Linked DNA regions of Gossypium hirsutum: region 2 is linked to region 1. The links are chromatin contacts, called in public Hi-C maps. All regions are on one chromosome and are shown on one strand. Each heading gives the region's core, a stretch centred on a gene start, on an enhancer-like site or on the middle of the called end of the contact. The rest is flanking DNA. Distances are from core to core; before and after follow the strand shown. Region 1 holds the start of LOC121228189 (chaperone protein dnaJ 16). Region 2 holds the start of LOC121228191 (ATP synthase subunit beta, mitochondrial).

Region 1 (7,070 bases), core at 3,334-5,833:
TAGGGATAAACAAGTTATTTTATCTTTTTTATAATAGCAAAATTGGAAATAAAAAAAAATATAGTAACTATAAAAATTAAAATTTAAAATTTAAAATTTAAAAGCGTATACATAAAATTATTCAACATTAACTAATTATGATTAGCTTAGTTAGCAGAAATGAAGGTGTTGAAAATTGGGAGTGGAAGTGAAGTTAGGCATCTAGTGTGGATTAAGAAATGTATAAATCATTACACTAATCTTACGTCAACATAAAATAAATATTAATCTATTTTTCAAAACGTAGGGATTGAAGGGTTGGATTCATCAAAATAGGTAGATGGGATTGGAATGAAACTCAGGGGAACTCAAATTTTTTATCTAATATTTAAACTCCTACATTATATATTTATTATACTTTACTATATAAACTCCATCAGTATTATTGCCAGTTTAACTATTTAGAAAATATAAAATTATTTGTGTTTTAAAACCTTGAAAAAGAAAAAGATTGGGTAAAGAAGAAATGATTTGATTTAAAAGTAGTAGTTAGTATAAATAGAATAAAATATAAAACCCAATGTAAGAAAGAGAAGAAAGGTTGAAATGTGGTAGTCATTGAAGTTAGAATGGTGATTTATTAGGTGGTAAGTCAGGCTTGCTTAACAAAACCTTGGAATCACATTTCATGTCATTAATGCTATTTGGGTAAACAAATTTGGGATTGAGTTTTAACTTTTAAGCTTGGATACTACCACTTCCGCTATTCCTTACCCACTTCTCACGTTCTCTCCAATATACAACTTCTTCTCAAAATTTCAACTTAATAACTTCTATTTAAACGTATTAACTCGATTTGAATTTTTTTCGAATTGAGTCAAAGTAAAATGAAAATTAAGTCGAGTCAAATTGAGTAAATTTATTCGAGTTAAATTAAAAAAAAATCAAACATGTTACATTAAAATTTTGTTATTGTATAATTAATTCCATATTAGAATACATAAATTTAAAACCATATATATTTAAAAACTTTTTCAAACTAAAATAAGAAAAAAAATACTTTAATATGATAAACTTGAATCATTAATTCACTTATTTAGGTCCCAAAATTATTATTTTAGAAAATTTTTAAAATTTTAACTTTCTTTATATATTCTTTTAAAATTTTCTTTTAAAAAAATTATAATTTTTTAAAAATTATAAATTTTATAATTTTTGTTGAGAGAGACCAATTTGTTCATTTTAAAAATTAACAAAGGCCAAAGGGGTGTTTACATCAATCTGTTATTTGAATTATTCTAGTTATTCGAATGGTAAAATTCAATTAGACTTGAAGCTCGAATTACTTATTTGATTTGACTAAAAAATGGAATAGTTCGAATAACTTGATTCGATTAACTTGAAATTTGATTTTTTTATTTATTTTTTCGAATTGAATCGAATTTTGCTCATATAATGGTAGACACATATTTTAGGTTAAATTTTGTGTTTTTAGCTAGATAAAATTTTTATTTAAAAAAAAACACAAAATTTTACATACACCATTATGTGGGTGAAAAATATGATATTTTAAAAGAATAATAAATTATAAGGTTAAAAATATGATATTTAAATCTTTAAATTTTGTTTTTTGTACCCACTAATTATAAGGTTAATATGACTATTGAGTTAATTAATCTCATTTTAAATTATATATGAATTATCACATACTTAGCTTTTAATATGAGTTAATTAATTGCCATTTCAATTTTAATAACAGTTAATTACAAACATAACAACCTTTGAGAGTTAATTGCATCATATTCTATATTAATCCTTAAATTTCATAACATTCTAATTACATCTCTAAGTTATTGATATTGTGTCAATCAAGTCCTTTCATTATTAAAATCGTTAACCATTATCTGACATCTAAGTTATTGATATTGTGTCATAATTTAAAATAAGAATTTTAAAGAAAATTAAAATGTTGTCATATAACTTTTAAAAGTAAAAACCAAAAAAAAAAGATCGAGTGAATGAACAATAAAACTTTTGTAAAAGTTTCGAAAACTTCAACACCAATATTTTTATAAATTATGTCACATGAGATATGACATCTAATTTAACAGTTAAATTATTGATTTTAGTAACAAAAGAGCTTTATTGATATAACCTCAATAGTTTGAGGATTTAATTAGAATGTTTAAAGTTTGAAGACTAATTTAAAACGAAGATAATAGTTTAGGGATGTATTGTATAATTAACTCTACCCTTTTAAATAACCATGTAATTAGTTTTTTTGGTCAATAATTGTGTAATTTGCCTTTAAATGCCTAAATATTAAGTCAACATCTACAAATTTTGCTTAACGGAATATTGCTATAAAAAAATTGTATAAATATATCTTCTAGATATAATCATCAATCCGTTTTTATAATTAATCAGTGAAATAAAATTGTTCTTATTAATAACGATTTTTTTATTTTTAATCCTCCATCTATTTTAATAATTTTTTTCATTGTTTATTTCATTATTTCAATTATCTTTATACTTTTATTCTTTTAGTTCAAATGTTTTTCATGTTTTTTAAAATTATTATATATATATATTATAAATTACTGTATTATTATTTTATCATTTTTTCATCTATCATTGAATAAATAAAAATATTAAAATTTGTCGATTAAGTCTTAGTTTGATTGGCATGAGCATTGTTATCAGTGTAGGAGGATGTGGGATCGAGTGTGCTAAAACATATTATCTTCATATTTATGGTTGGAGAAGGCTATAGATAATTTTAGATATTGTGCTATTTTAATAAAAAAGCCAAATATAATCAAAAACATATAATAAAATTATTAAAAAAATTTATATAACAATCATTTTATGTTGTCGGCTATTGATTTCACAATTTTGCCATGTTTAAACTGAAGTGTAATATTTTTGAAGCAACATAATTTTATAATGGTACATTTGTATATTTTAAAATGTGATGGATTAACATCTTAATAAATATAATTTTAATCATTTTAAATTTAATAGATTTGATTTAAATATTTCAAAATGTATTATTATGAGTTTATAAAATTAGTTCAACATTCATGTATATGTTAAAATCTTTGAGCTTTTAATAATATTGATATTATAGATATATGGAAGTTCGGCTTTGAAAACTAATAGTTAGGGGTGTAAATGAATAAAATGTTCGATGAACCACTTGTATAACGTTCGTTTACTAAGCTAAATAAATAAGTATGAACAAAATTTTTATATTTGTTTAATAAATGAGTGAATACCAACATACGTGTGTTCGGTTCGTTTATGTTCACGAATAAACTCGTTTATTGGCTCGTTTATAAGCTTGTTTATGACTCGTTTATTTATTAATGATATTTTCTTATAAAAATATTGAAATAATATCTGTGTGTATGTATTTATTTATTATATGTTTGTTTATTATTCATTAATATTGTTCGTGAACATTTTCAATTATATGTTCATGAACATGTTGTTTAATGTTCGTGAATTTTAAACAAACGAATATGAACACACATAAATTTAAATAAACGAACATGAACAAAAAATTTAAAATTTTTAACGAACACAAATTGAACATGAACAAAGGGTTGTTCGTTCAAGCTTGATTCATTTGCAGCCCTACCAATAGCAACTATACTTGAAGATTAGATTGGTTTTGATCAAACAATTATATAATTATAGGCATAATCACAATTATAAATATAAATTATAAACATTCAAAAAATTATGGGGAGGAATTCACTTATACAATGTAAAACTTAAGTTGTTTTACACCATTGATAACTTTTTTATGCTATTAATATTTTAACGATCTAATAGTTGAATTTTTTTAAAATATTTGTACTTATCATGCATGCAAAATTTTTAATCGAGTCAGTATCTACATCATATCAATCTAAAGTATTGTTTATAATAACATATATTTGATAATTGAAAGTCTTTTTTTCATAAAATAAATAGTTAAAATTTTTTAATTTATATCAAACTTGACATATATAATTTATATAACTAGAGCATGAAATATAACGGTGATTGTTAAAATATTAATCATAAAAAAATTATGAAAAAATAGAAAGCCACTTAAATTTTACTCCAATAACCGAATTATGATAAAATTAATAACCATTTTTCTTTTAAATATCGCATTTTAAGGTGAACAAAAAAGGTCCTACCGGGAGTCGAACCCAGGTCGCTGGATTCAAAGTCCAGAGTGCTAACCACTACACCATAGAACCTCCAATGCTTATAAGATATAAATCTTAATTTAAAATCAAAGTAGAGGAAATAAAAGGATTTTCAATGGGAATAAGAATAATCTGCAAGTTAGTGATCGGATGATTCTAAATCATGCAACAAGATCATTATTCACTGTTTGCAATTGAGAGAATTAGGTTCGGTAATTTATGTATTTATATAATTTTTAATAAACTAGTAATTTGTGCTATAAAAACTTCAACATCTTATGTTTTTTCATGATTTTGTTTAATTTATATATATATTTAAGTAATTTTGTGGGTACCTTTAATTATATTTGTAATTATTTTTATAATCCAATAATTTAAATAATAAAATTAAACAATTTCACTTTCTTTTTTGTATAAAAAAACAATTTCCATGTTTTTCAAAATCCCGCTTCAACGAGGAATGCAAATTATGCGCATTGCGCACCCACGTGCTCCTCGATCCCATGACACGTGCCAATGCAAGCAGATATGCGTTTGCAGACTGCAGACTGCAGACTGCAGTGCGCAGTGTGCAATCTCCATACTGCAATGGTACTGTTCAGATAAACGCATAGCCATTGAATTTTGGTTTTTGAAAATATTTATAAACCAATGACGATATAGGTTGTCTCAAATTTAAATTTAAAAAATGAATATGTTAAAATATTAACATTGCACCTAATTAATTTCCCCTCCAATTTTTCCTCCTCTTTCTTTCTCTTCTCTCTATCAAACCTCCAGCTTGGAAGTCCCATGGAGTTTCCTCTTTCTATCTTCTCTTCTCAATGCACCTGAATCTTTCCTTTTTCGCTTCTTAACCCCTAAAAAAGTCTCCTACTTTGTTGAAATGTGGTGGAGACATAAGGGAGTTAATTTCCATTCCGTTTTTGGAATTTAGTTTAAGGTTTTGGATTTCTAGGGTTTCTTACCTTAAAATAGAACAATTTTCCGGTTTAGTTTTTTGTTTGGTGGTGTCTACAGAAAAATGCCGCCACATCGATCCAAGTCGGAGAAAAACGATGGCATGGCGAAGCATCTTCGTCGAGATCCTTATGAGGTGCTTGGGGTCTTGAGAAACTCTACGGATCAGGAAATTAAGAGCGCGTACAGAAAAATGGCTCTCAAGTATGTTTAGTTTTTCTTACCTTTTTTTTTAAAAAAAATTTTAATTGTAAATTTTCGGTCTTTTTCCTTTATAAGTTTAAAGGTGTTCCTATGTTCGAATTCTTGGTGTTTTTGTTAAGAGTTTTTAGTGATTTCTTTAGGGTACATCAGGGTACACTAGTTTGAGCATATTGATAACTATGGTTAATTATAAGGTAAATTCACTTGCGTACGTGGAGTATACCAAGTATTTAGAACCGGAATTTGGATGGCATTTTCGAACCATAACTGGAGATTTATGAGTGATTGGGGTTCGGTGTGATGGTTTGCCTTCCCAATGATAGTGTGTAGGAGAGTCATTTATCAACATATAGCAATAGCTGTGGAGGACTTGGCCAAGCTTCAGATTTTTAGTGTTGGTATTTGCCAGTTAGACAACAGATTTTGCTTAGATCAGGTGTCCTATACCATGCTTGTGCAGGGATAAGCATTCGAAGCAGAATAACGCTGGCCTTTAGTGACTGGTTGGATATCCGGAATACTTGTCAAACAACAGATAAAACCATAACTAAAGTATCCAAATGATTGTTTCCAACATGTGTCCACAGAATGGTTTATTTGCCTTGATGATGCTCCTTTCCAGCAAGCAGCTATGACAAATGAAATATGTGATTTGGGACAGACAATGTATGGCATGGACTACTTTTCAGATAGTTCACGTTGGACATCTCTTGACATTAAGCATATAAAGTTCTGGTTATACACTCAAAAAACTTGCTGTATTCAGGCGGCTGTGCTATAAATGCTAATCTTAGCTCTTTCAGGTACCATCCTGATAAGAATGGAAATGATCCTGTTGCAGCTGATATGTTCAAGGAGGTTACATTTTCTTATAATATATTGTCTGATCCGGATAAAAGACGCCAGTATGACACTGCTGGTTTTGAGGTAAGCTATACATGCATCTACTTTCTGAAGAATTATTTTGCCTGATGGTTATCTCTGATTTTCTTACTGTTGCATTCAGTGATGCCAAGAGCCCAAGGCACAATCTAGGTGCTAGAACCTTTATATTGCTTGAGGTTCAAGGTGTAAAAAAAGCCCTCCTGCATGAAGTTGGGAACAACAAGTATATATGTCTGTATATTTTTGTAGCTTTGTGTATTTATAAAAAGAAAACTTAAGACATGTAATTATGATAATAAACTCTAACAAGTGGTATAAATTATCCCACAAACATGCTAGATTTTCTTTTTCTTTTATTGGCCAATATGCAGCTCATCATTCCCTTTTTTACTGGTAAAGATACAGTTAATTGAACACAATAAATGTTTAATTGTTAAAGAGAACTTCAGGCAGGCGATCCTTTTCTGCCTAGCACCTTATAAAAAGTGTTAGGTGCATTTAGCATGCACTTCATCAAAGTGTCTTTCATGGTTAAGGCACAGCACCTTAGCAACACTGGTTGCACTTGGAGGCTTTAGAGAATCCTGTTCTTCCACTTTTAAAACTGTTAAAGTTCCATCTTGCATGACCGAGCTTGATTGATAAAGCATTAAATTTAATTGATGACGTTCTTTCCTTGAATAGGCTGTTGAAGCTGATAACCAAGAATTGGAGCTAGATCTTTCAAGTTTGGGGGCTGTGAACACCATATTTGCTGCACTTTTTAGGTAACTCCTTGTCCTTATTATATGAGTTGACATGTCTTATTGTTTCATTGCCTTTATGAATGTTAGGCAT
Region 2 (7,180 bases), core at 3,284-5,783, 310 kb after region 1:
TAAAATTTCTTTACTAATTTTTCATACGATATTCCTATCATAATGCAGATCATGAAATAATATTAAAATAATTTTTTCTTTCGGACTCGGATTTGTGGTCCCAAAGCCACTGTTCCAATTTCACTGAAAATAGACTGTTACATGAAACATGAAAATGAAACATAAGAATTACTTATTCATGAATTGGATATGGATTGAATAATATTATTGTTTAAATATATATTAAATTGTGAAAAGCTATTATATAGCAAGTGATGAGATTTGAGAATGGTATGAATGATGTATTTATGAATTGAATATTGAATGGCTAATGCCATTGTATGAATAAATGTGGTCTTAAATATTCAAATGTGTTTATAATTAAAATATGCATATTATATTATTTTTTCTTTAAATATTCGGATTATAGAAATACCACTAAGTTTTACTCAGCGTACGGTTTGGTTTTCCGTTTGCAGATTAGGTACTTTAATTTTGATCGCCGATTCAGCATCCAACAACGCTTCCGAACTCAAACGTGGTGATGTTTATCCTTTGTGTCGGCATATACCTATGGTGTCCAAATAATGGTTATTTTTTGGTTTGACTGTAAATGAGGTTATAAGTTTAATATTGGTTTGGGATATACATATAAACACATGTTTGTTTTTTAAGCTTTATTATGGCATGTTAAATTGATGTCTAAATGCCCATGAACTAGGCAGTTTGATTTGGATTTGGCATGTTTATAATTTGAATTAAAATGATGCTTTGATGACTTGTTTTGATGATATGAAATGCTTGAAATTTATGTTTGTTTGATTGGTAAACTTTGAGAATACTTTGAAACCCTATTTCAGCGACGAATATGGGTTAGGGGTGTTACACTATGTATGCATTACTTGTATACATTGATGTAGTAAAAGCTTGAATTTAAATAGATAAAGAACCAAAGGTTGGTGTGTTGGGTATACGATTTCTGCAGTATGTAGCATCATTCATAGTAGTGAAATTTATAGCCCAAGACATAAGTAAATAATATCCTCTCATTGGCATTACATGATAGATGAAAAGTAAATGTGGTCATGGGTTGTTTGTCTTTATGATGAATGACTTAATTACTATTTGATAGTAATTGACTCTTCATGAAAGAAGATGTAATGGTTATCACGAGATAAAATAAGATTACATCGGAAGAGTAGATTTATCCCAAATAGATTAAAGATATCCTATAAGGGTAACACACTTGTAACAAGGTCATTAGACGAGCAATGATAAAGTAGCTTTCATAATGATATGTCATTAGAGAGAGATCAACCACAATACTATAGCAAAACTAAATTAGCTTATAATTAAGAGGCGAAAATCTAAAACTTAATTATAAACCATTTGAGTCTTAATCACATATGTCGAATCGGTCCCTCCACTAGCTCGTTGAAACCAAAAATGAATTGCATGTTGAATTGAATGAATAGAAATGGATAGAAATGGTAAAGTTAGAGAAATGACAAACATTCGAAAATGAATGTAGTTTTCTCACTAAGTATGGAAATGACTCGAGAATTAATTTATATTTTTTTAGGAAATAATTAATTATTTGAAGTTCGAAAATGAAATTAAATTAATTGGTCATTTTGAATCCAATGAATGTAGAAAATTAAATATAATTTTCTCATAGATTCTTTTATGGTAAAGTTGCCATGATTTTAACGGAATAAGAATCGAGTTGAGAAAATTAATTAATTGGAAAATTAATTAATTAATTAAAATTAATTTATGATGTTTATGTTGGAAAATAGAAAAACATGTATGGGGTTGGATTGTTATAAAGTGTTAGGTTAAAAGTTTAGGAAGCACTTATAATTGGACCTAGTATAGGAAAGGCCCAAAAGCCCCTCATATTGAATACAATGGACAACAAGCCCTAGTATGTTTATCTAGGGTTGCCTCCCTACTTCTCTTAGTTCAACTAGGAGATCATTTTTATATTAAATAAGCTTCTACTAATTCAACAAGGGTTTCACTTTTTCTCTCTATAAATAGATGGCATCGGTAAGGCTAAAAATATACAATAACTTTTGCACAACTTTGAGATATTGTCATCCTGCTCGAAAATAGTGAGAATTTATTTCTAAGTATAAATTCTATTTTTCGAGAATAACAGTTCTATCGGTTTCTTTTAGAAAGAGTTTTACTTTCCCACTAAAAGTAAAGTAAATAATTTATGGTTATGTGTTTGATTTGAATTCGTTCGAGCCCACATTTGAAGCAGTTCGTGGTACAAGAATAACCTAAAACACATGTGTGATTTTGAAAAAAGTTTATTGCTATAAATATCACAAACCGGCTCGATTTTCAAATTTTTAATTTTAAAATATACAAGAAAACCATTTTCGAACTGAATTTTTTTCAACAAAAAATGCATTAATCACAAATCCTAACCAACATATGAAAAAAAGGATAAAATACTCGAAACATCGCCTGGAAACAAGCTCTTTAGGTGTGAAAAAGAGCTTAATTTGTCGTTCGAAATACGTCATATCAAACTCCTTCTACTTAAGTCTTTGCTTGTCCTTAAGCAAACACACGAAAGATACACAAGACATCCCTTAAACTTTGTTAAGCAATAAAATGCATGACAATCGAGTATTGAATTGGTACAAGAAATTTGTTATATGCAACTTAAGATTGATGTTTAACAAACTTATGCACTTTCAAAGTAAATCTACCTAGTTCAAAAAATTACATAAGTAACAAATAATTCATGCAAATATACACTCAATTATGTTACTCCATCAATATAAATTATATAATTTATTTATTAAATATTATTTTCATTTAATTAATTATGATTAATAAGTTTTTATGTAAAATTCAAACAATTTTATTAAAATAACATCTTAACTAAAATTTACGATTTTTATTTCACTTAAAAATATAATTGATTTCACTAAATTTTTAGATAACATAATGTTATAAAGTGCAAATTTAATAAATAGCGTACTTCATAGTTGATTATTGTTATTATACATGGAAAGTTGTTATAGATAGTAAAAGTAAAATATAAAAAATCGGTCCTACAACAAACTTAACTATTATAGTGAAATGTTGTTATAAAAGTTAATTGTTATAGAGATAATTGATTGTATTAATAAATTTAAATATCTTTTAAATATATTTTTTAACTTAAAATTATATATATTTTAATTCACAAATTCATATTTAAAATCAACTTTTAACTTCTTAAAGCATTTTTGGCTACAATACTAAAGGTTTGAAAAATAAAATATGTATATATTTTTTTGGACAAATAATATTTATTTTATATTTATAATTAAAATCATAATAAATTATCATTATTTATAAATTCAAGTGGAGTCCTAGTTAATATTATGACATTGAATACTTGCATCATATGCAAATTATAGGTGGGTTTTCTTCAAATTTATTATAACTTAAATTTCATTATGTGTGAATTCTTTTTAATTTGATTATATTTTTATAATGCTTGATTTTTATTATAATTTATTTGAAATAAAATGATATGTGAATTAAAAATGCATTCTTATTTAAATTTTGATCTTTGAGGAAGTCAAAGAATAGTGATAAATAAGATATATCTATCTATATTATATTAAAACTCATAAATCAATATGACATCAACTCAACTGAAAAATGATTAAAATGTCTTTGTCTATACAAAATAAGTTACATTATTGTAAGAGTAATTTTTGTCTTTATATAAAATCAATAAAATTCACATATAAATTTTACCATTTTAATCAAAAATTCATTTTTTTATATAAACTTTTAATAATATATTTATTACATAAAATTTTCCACTCCTATACAAGCAGTGTTCATAGCCTAATATTTTTATCAAAAACTAAAGAAAAATTCTAATACATGTAAAAATATTAGAATAATGATAATTTTAGCCTTTAAAGTTTATATCTTTCATCAATTTTTGATCTTTATTATTTTTTAAGCTAAATTTAGTAATTAACTTTTTAAAAAGAGATAGATTACTCATAATTGAGGATTTGGGTGCCTCACAAAAGTCAAATTGCTTTTGTTTTAATGAAAATATTGACTAAAATATTAATTTTTTAAATAATATTGGCGTGACAACCAGCATGGCAGTTAATGTGCAATTCATACAGATATGACACTATTTGTTTTATATGCCATGCTAAGATATGACACTATTTATTTTATATACCATGCTAACAAATAATTTAAAAATTATAAAAATATTCAAAAGACTTAAAAATTAAAAAAATATATAAAAATTTCATTAAAAAAATTAGCCTAAGTACATGTAAATTGCCATGCTTAAAAATTTAGCGATTTAGTTTATATTTCCATTAAACATATAATAACTCGACTATTTTTGAATGATTGATATTCAAATTTATAATTTTTTAAAAGGTCAAGAGTCAAATTTAATTAAAAAAAGAAGAGAAATTGATAAAATATATAAATATGAAGAACTAAATTTATTATCATAAAAAATAAATAAAAATGGATAAATTTCATATAGTTGGTCAAAATACATTAATAGTATAGCTACGTATTGTTACCAATATACAAGCGGAATAGCTGATCTCTCACTCTCAAAAAAGCTCCACTTTTCAAACCCTAGCCTCTATCTGGGAGCCCTTTCCAATGGCTTCGCGTCGACTCCTCTCTTCTCTCCTCCGCTCCACTTCTCGCCGATCTCTCTCCAAATCTCCCAGCCCTACCCCTCGCCTCCCTTCACCTTCCCCCACGCGCCGCCCTTTTCCTTGCCCCTACTTTCTCTCACGCGATGCTGAGTGCTCTACATCTGCGGCTGCTGCCGCTACTGCTCCATCGCAGCCTCCTCCCGCTAAGAAGGGCGGAAAAGGTAAGATCACTGATGAGTTCACTGGTGCTGGAGCCATCGGTCAGGTTTGTCAAGTGATCGGTGCCGTCGTCGATGTTAGATTCGATGAAGGTTTGCCTCCGATTTTGACGGCGCTTGAAGTGATGGACCACTCGATCCGGCTTGTGCTGGAAGTGGCTCAGCACTTGGGTGAAAACATGGTTAGGACCATTGCTATGGATGGAACGGAGGGACTTGTACGAGGGCAGCCGGTTCTCAACACTGGATCTCCTATCACTGTAAAGTCTTTTTTCTTATTGTTTTCATTTTTATGGGAGATGATAATCTTTTTGAAGATTTCTTGTGTTTTGGTATTTTTGGAATTAAGGTGAACATCGTATTCATTTTATGGATCTGAATTACATTTTATCGGAATCTGATCTGGAATAAGTGCGAAATTTCATATACAAATATTTCTCTTCCTAGAGTCCGTTTTCAGGGAATTTTCTTTCGAACCTATTGGGCATCTAATTAGAACTCATTAACTATTTATCTGTTGGTCAACTACATACAGCTGATATTGCCCTTTGAATTGATAATAGTAATAAATAAAAGCTTTTTTTTATGTGTTATCCATGACTCGGGTATCTTGATCAGGATCCTAACGTTTCTCCCTTGTTTATTGAGCTTAACAATTTTGTGTCTTGGCCTTTTGGTTTTCTTCTTTTCATCTAGTCATTGTTCTTTTATGGGCTTTTTTTAACCTTTAGAAGTTGTCTAGCGATAACACGTTTTTTAATTTCATTAACCTCTTAATCATGTTTGTTTGTTCTTGTTAGGTGCCTGTTGGTAGAGCTACTCTTGGTCGTATCATAAACGTCATTGGTGAGCCTATTGATGAGAAAGGCGAACTCAGTAAGAGACTTTCAAACTTTCTAATTATTTGAAATGTTTACTTTATAGTGTAGAGGTGGAAAGTCTAACTGAGTAAGTGCTTGACAGAAACCGACCACTTCTTGCCCATTCACAGAGAAGCACCAGCCTTTGTCGATCAAGCTACTGAACAACAGATCCTTGTCACTGGTATTAAGGTGCCATTTATTGCTTGCGATTATGTATGCCTTTGATGCTGTGCTGTTTGTTATCCCTTTGTGTGGAAAGATGCACTGCTGTATCAGGATGAGCTTGTGTTCACACATTGTGTTTTTTGAATCTAAATGAGACTGTTTAATCAGGTTCAAAATTTTATTCTCTTGATTTATTTTACAGGTTGTTGATCTCCTTGCACCATATCAAAGAGGAGGGAAGATTGGACTTTTTGGTGGTGCTGGTGTAGGGAAGACAGTGCTTATTATGGAACTTATCAACAATGTTGCTAAAGCCCACGGTTGGTTTTACGTTATATTTGTGGCTGCTTCTTACTTTGTTTATTAATCTTATATTTTTCTTGCTTTGGTACATAGGTGGTTTCTCAGTGTTTGCCGGTGTTGGAGAACGTACTAGAGAGGGTAATGACTTGTATAGGGAAATGATTGAGAGTGGTGTTATTAAGCTAGGTGAAAAGCAGGTAACTGCTAAACATGCATTCATCTTGCCCCTGTTGATGTAGTTTTTACCTTACCACCATGATTTTTTGTTATCATCATTACAGGCTGATAGCAAGTGTGCTCTTGTTTATGGTCAAATGAATGAGCCCCCTGGTGCTCGTGCTCGTGTTGGCCTTACTGGTCTGACTGTTGCTGAACATTTCCGTGATGCTGAAGGGCAGGATGTGCTTCTCTTCATTGACAACATTTTCCGTTTTACTCAAGTAAGATGGCATATTGTATGAGGTTTTGAAGCACTCAAAGAGTACATGTTGCGTGTTCCTGATGGTTTGGATTGTTTTTTTTTCCCTTCAGGCAAACTCTGAAGTGTCTGCCTTGCTAGGTCGTATTCCATCTGCTGTCGGTTACCAACCAACCTTGGCTACTGATCTTGGAGGTCTTCAGGAACGTATTACCACCACCAAGAAAGGTTCTATCACTTCTGTTCAAGCCATATATGTGCCTGCTGATGACTTGACAGATCCAGCTCCTGCAACAACCTTTGCTCACTTGGATGCCACAACTGTGTTGTCCCGACAGGTATCGTGCACATCTGTTTTTAGCTGTTGATGAGATGATCCATCTGGTGTTACGTTTTCATTGGTTGGTGCTTTTAGATTATGACACTTGCTTCCTTTTTTCTGGTTATTGTCAGATCTCCGAGCTTGGTATTTATCCTGCTGTGGATCCTTTGGATTCTACATCTCGTATGCTCTCTCCTCATATTTTGGGTGAGGAACACTACAACACTGCTCGTGGTGTCCAGAAG

The links. Hi-C and Micro-C count contacts between places; a contact is called where the count stands out from the background.
Region 2: a contact with region 1 is called in a Hi-C map of leaf, with 2.1 times the contacts expected there. The contact joins the promoter of LOC121228191 here to the promoter of LOC121228189 in region 1. A contact is called at or near these places in 5 of 34 Hi-C or Micro-C datasets (callus, hypocotyl and leaf).

The regions. Positions count from the first base shown.
Region 1 is chrA04:80,134,287-80,141,356 of Gossypium_hirsutum_v2.1, forward strand. It overlaps LOC121228189 (chaperone protein dnaJ 16), which reads left to right and starts at 4,584. Exons shown (of 12, transcript XM_041111456.1): 1 at 4,584-5,348; 2 at 6,152-6,275; 3 at 6,918-7,000. The coding sequence starts at 5,209. TRNAQ-UUG (transfer RNA glutamine (anticodon UUG)) reads right to left here and starts at 4,235; the gene lies at 4,164-4,235.
Region 2 is chrA04:80,447,347-80,454,526 of Gossypium_hirsutum_v2.1, forward strand. LOC121228191 (ATP synthase subunit beta, mitochondrial) reads left to right here and starts at 4,534. Exons shown (of 9, transcript XM_041111461.1): 1 at 4,534-5,124; 2 at 5,665-5,740; 3 at 5,828-5,916; 4 at 6,095-6,212; 5 at 6,289-6,392; 6 at 6,477-6,635; 7 at 6,727-6,951; 8 at 7,067-7,180. The coding sequence starts at 4,648.